2 separate regions of the Sus scrofa genome follow, and region 1 is linked to region 2. Evidence: chromatin contacts called from public Hi-C data. All regions are on one chromosome and are shown on one strand. The core of a region is the stretch at or near the end of the contact, and the rest is flanking DNA. Distances in the headings are between cores, read along the strand shown.

Evidence for each region. Hi-C and Micro-C count contacts between places; a contact is called where the count stands out from the background.
Region 1: a Hi-C map of liver shows a contact between it and region 2, with 3 times the contacts expected there. The contact joins two enhancer-like sites. A contact is called at or near these places in 2 of 47 Hi-C or Micro-C datasets (liver and skeletal muscle).

Annotation. Positions count from the first base shown.
Region 1 is chr13:88,951,457-88,954,156 of Sscrofa11.1, forward strand. All of the region lies in intron 2 of AGTR1 (type-1 angiotensin II receptor), which reads left to right. Among named protein-coding and RNA genes, the nearest start is that of AGTR1, 18 kb to the left of the region's middle. Within about 2 kb of position 1,280, at least 5 of the 83 cell types and tissues checked have an H3K27ac peak or open chromatin away from gene starts, as enhancers often do. A contact at or near this core is called in liver, where this site is marked.
Region 2 is chr13:88,774,129-88,776,828 of Sscrofa11.1, forward strand. No RefSeq gene overlaps it. Among named protein-coding and RNA genes, the nearest start is that of AGTR1, 160 kb to the right of the region's middle. Within about 2 kb of position 1,268, at least 1 of the 83 cell types and tissues checked has an H3K27ac peak or open chromatin away from gene starts, as enhancers often do. A contact at or near this core is called in liver, where this site is marked.

The sequences.
Region 1 (2,700 bases), core at 30-2,529, 180 kb after region 2:
CTGGCCTGTAATTTCATGTCTCTGGGCCTGAAACTAAAACTCCTCATAACAGAGAGTTAGTGGTGCATGACATTGCCATTAGATTATTTTTAGTGCAAGCTTTGCCTTCTTGCACAAATACACCAGTGAACATAATTCCTCAGCATACCATTGAATACCAAATGATTTCATATACTGGTTATTCCATTTAAATTATTTTGTCTTTAAGTCCAACAAAAAGAAAATTCTAAATAAAAAGCTATCTTTGGGATTGTATATATGACACCCATCTATACATAACTAGGAGTAAAATTATCTAATGAAAAATTTCTAAGTCACAGCCACCTCTAAACATGTAAGGTAGTCTGAATGAGAAGGAACAATTCTGACTTTGTATTATTTTTTAGTGGTGGTGGTTTTTCATAATCCCCATGCCTTTTTCATGGCCTGCTATTCTTCAAGATTTCCTAATGAGGATTAGGGAACAGGCATATTTAACAATCTGTATTTGCAGGTTGGAAACAAGAAAATGAAGACTAATAGTTTCTCTACTGCTAATTTGATTTTCTGCAGCTCCTCTCCTACCAGCTTAGGCAAAGGACTTAGTTACTATTTCCAGCAGAAGGACCAAGAAAAAGACAAGCATCTGTGATGTCAAACTTCCCCCAAATGGGCCAGCTGCCTTACAGGCCTCCATTAGAGACTTCCCCAAAGTAAGAAATAACTGTTCATGAACAGAATGAGGAGAAAAATAAATTTCTTTTATTCTAGAAAAACAATATACAATGGCTGGTTAACAATGCTAAACTAAACATGTTCATACACTTCTCCTGCACATTTAGAGAGTTATAGAGTATGTACTTACAAGGAAATATTGATTTAACTTCTGAAGTAGTGGCAATAGATGGAGGTTTCTGGAAATGAGGTTGTACTGAGTTGACAGAAAGACAAGGGATTCAGTCCTTCCTTAACTGTTAATGTGTGACTGGCTCTCTAAATTGAAATATAAACCAGAAAGAACTTCTTGTGTATTTCCAGGTCCTAGGGCTAGTTAACAGTACAAATAGTTATTTATTTACAACTGTATAGGAATTTATTTCCCAGGACCCCTCATATCATTGACATCTCATAAAATCAGCCTTGCAAAGGATCTAGAACATTCTGAGAATATACAACACATAACTTTAAATGAGAGTTTTCCTTTTCTCACACAAAAACATGAAAGTTGGTTTGAATTGACATGGACTTCTGTCCAGGCAAGGGCCTGTGATTTCAGGAAGCATGTATCTCTTTTGTAACTCCAGTGTGTCCTTGGAAATTACTGCGTAAAGGCCAAAGTCTAGTCCTTCTCCTAAGTAAAACCTTTTAGTTGTTCAGTGCTAATTGAAAAATATAGCAATTTTAATTCTAAACCCCAAAAGTATTGGGAAGACAAGTTGAGTTAAAATAATGCCTATAATTTAATCAGTATTAGGTCCCTAATAAGAAGCTGATCAGTCACAGCTTCCTTCGAACTCTTCTCCCACAGATTTTTCTCCTGAGAGGAGATACTCTACAGCATTTTCAGGGAAAACACACTTTTCTCAAGAGCTAGAGGTAAGGTAATTAAAGGGTTTAAAATAGCATTTTAAGCATCAAGTTTTTTCTTTCAATTCCTTGAGGCTGAACAGATTCTTCAATTTTTTTAACAGCCCTGAAAATAGTTGTCTCTAGTTGGCTCTTTTTTCAGGACAATGTTATATCTTCTTAATTTAGTAGAGTTACAAATTTAAGTCATCATCCTGAGCATAAAAAAAAAGTGAAACTTATAATGTAATCAAAATGGCACAATCCTCTCACTCAAAAAATAAAGAAAAATAAAAATCTCAAATCCACTTTGAAACTCTCCCAACTTGCAGTCTGTTTTGTGGGTAAAAACTTTGGGAGACCAGTTTGGGGAGCAACCAGAGCCAGGCACTGTTTTGTATACTTGATCTCATCTACTTCTCACAACAACACTTAAAAGTAACTAGGATTATTGCCATTGTATTACATCAAGATCAGAGAAGATAATAGTTAACAGCTATCAAATTGGACACTTACTGGATCAGGGACTGGGTCAGTTAGTTCATCTTCATTTTCTTACTTAATTCACACAAAAAAAAAAAAAACCCGAAGAGCTGGGTTTTCTTATTGGCTTCACTTTTTCAGACAGTGAGTCTAAGGGGCCCATATTGCTAACCAATACCAGGACAAGAACTGGAATTTGGGACTGACTCCAGCACCCTGGTTCTGACCATTTCTCTCCCAGATATAACCCATCAAATTCTCCAGAGCCTGAGAGCTTTCTCTGTTTTTAACTAACTGCTATACTATCAGTATTTTTTACATATATGTAAACAAGTGAACACTGTGCTAATATTCAATTATAGGTTTATACTGATACTGGATACAAGTGTAAGCTAGCATCATTTTGAATAACAGTAGAAGAGTCAGGAGCTCTGAAAGTAATGTTTAGGAATGGGTAAAACATATTTTTCTATCACGTTTCAGTGAGAAAATTGTTAATTCATATGCCACCAGCCATATGCATTAATGCAATGGGAAATTAAAAAATTTAACTACTTTAAATAATGCGGTCTGTAGTACAAATTATTGCACTATGAATTAGTTTCCTTCTGCTGTAGAATTGATCTTTTGGATTATGTAGACAAGCAGTATAATAAGACATTACTAAAATTA
Region 2 (2,700 bases), core at 18-2,517:
AGCAACGTGGATGGAACTAGAGACTCTCATACTGAATGAAGTAAGTCAGAAAGAGAAAGACAAATACCATATGATATCACTTATATCTGGGATCTAATATATGTCACAAATGAACCTTTCCACAGAAAAGAAACTCATGGACTTGGAGAACAAATTCATGGTTGCCAAGGGGGAGGGGGAGGGAGTGAGATGGACTGGGAATTTGGGGTTAATAGATGCAGACTATTGTCCTTGGAATGGATAAGAAATGAGATCCTGCTATGTAGCACTGGAAACTATATCTAGTCACTTAAGATGGAGCATGATAATATGAGAAAAAAGAATGTATACATGTATGTGTAACTGAGTCACCATACTGTACAGTAGAAAATTGACAGAACAGTGTAAGTCACCTATAATGGGGAAAAAAATAAAAATCATTATATAGAAAAGTCCAAAAAAAAAAAAAAAAAAACCTTAAGAATGGAATAGAGCCAAAAAAGTAAAAGCTATTGGGAACCAGAGTACTCTTTTGTAATTGTCAAATAAACTTAGTAATTTAGGAAAAAAAAGAAAAGAAAAGAAAAATGCTTGCCTGAAGCTACTCTACAATCTTATTAAAATCTGACTGCTGCTTTATCTAAAGTGATGGGAACCAGAAATAGCACCAGAATATAACTGAGCCACTGGCTTACTGAATCTGTGCTGGGAACACAAAATACAACCAATAATAACCTAATCGATTTAAATTTTCCAACCCCTCTGCCAAAAAGATAACTTTCCCTCAAATATCTTGGAACCTACAAAATCACTTGTAATTGAAGCATCTTTGTCAAATCTCTCACTTTTAGAATGATTGTTTCAAATTAGAAAATTAAAAATGACAGTAAGCTTCCCTCAGGTGGAAAAATGTATGCTGTACCTGAAACAAGATCTTCTCAAGGAACTATGGTATAAAAGCAATTGAACAAGTGTATCTATTTGGAAAGGCAGATGAGCTGAATACCTCTTGACCATCAGGAGTGAGTGGTTCTAAGTTAGACTATTCATTCTTCCATCTATTTTTATCCTTCATCTCCCTCACCAAACATCATGTACCCAATTGGGTTCTTAAAAGATTCTCTTCGTAATCAAGGAGACCATTCTATGATGATGTTTTGCTTTACTTCAGTTGCTGTGATTGCTAATCAGGATTGTAGGCATCTGAAACCAGCCCCATTTTATACAGCTACTTGAGAAGCTGCTGTCTGAGATAATAGAGGACAAAGTCAACAAAATGTTCTGGACATCCCTCTTGCATTCTGTGTAGACATTTAACCCAAGCCCAGCTGGCTTTTGTAAATATCTGTCCCCAGAATTAGTCATCTGTGAACTTTCAATCTCACTTCATAAAATTAGGTTAAGTCATGCTGACATTCTTTTTAAATTTAAAATTTTTATTTTCATATTACTTTTTACAGAGGCTCTGTAACAATAACTTTACATTTCTTTTCCCCTTTTTTCCTGTATTCAGCAGATCAGGTTTAAAAAAAAATAGAAATGAAGTATTTTAGCATAACTATGTACACACATGGGTGGGAAAATAAACATTTCTCATGATTGAACTAGAATTCACAGTCCAAATAAACAATGATGTACAAAGTTCATTGAGAGTTATTTGTCACTGATCATCTGAAAGGTCAATGTTTCAGCAGAATAACCACCATTTAATATTTGTTATTACTGAGCAATTTGCACTGAAGAGGACATAAAAATCTACTTGTGAATATTTATGTGGGGCTTATCAAGAAATTATCTTGGTACTTGACATTTAAGTTAGTTTTAGGAAACAAGAAAGTAAAATCTGAATATAAAGAATGATAACATGTCAACGTGGAAAACTCATTGAAAGAAATTTTCCTGAAGAAAAATTGAAATAGTCATCGATAGGCAACTTGGGGATGGGGGACAGTCAAGATGGAGGAGGGAGAAAAAAGGAAAGAAAAGAGTGTGAGGCATTTGGTAAGAGAATATATGAATGAAAGAGATGAATAAAAGATATCAAAAGGAGGTAGCTTTATTGGAGAAGAAGAAACAAATTAACTTATAAAAGGAAATGCAAAATGGAAAAGAAGAAAGGGATAGAAATTACATAAAAACATTTCTATTCCAACATAAATTTATAGTTAAATCTAGTTACCCTAAACCATTTGCAACATTCCTGGTATTTGTGACTGAATGAAAAGCTATGTGCAAGGAGAGTAGGACAATATGATGATAACTATTGACAGTACTTGGTTTCTTGTTTAAATTTCATGCAGAACATCACTGTAAAAAAATCCAAAATGTGAAAGTAAGGCCACTAAGTAAGACTTAATCATTAAGACTAAAAATATAATGAATGAGGATCTTAATTACTAATTTGATTATGATGTATCAAATGAGAAAGTGAAAAATAGTGAAAAATTAAAAAACACTAACATATGTGCACACAATGCCTGTTCACTTGGCATTTGTGTTTTGAATAGGCAGAAAATAATTATTAACACCAGAGTCTCAATTATTGCAATAGCCTCATATCTAAACTCCCTGCTCCAATAGCTACCCATCCTTAAATGTGCTGCAGGCCTTTTAAATTTAAGAGATCACATCATCACTTATCAACTCAAAAGCAACAACCAGCCAGGGTAAAAGGCAAGGCCTTCCATGCCCTTCAGGATTCAGCCTCTGGCCTCTTTCTGA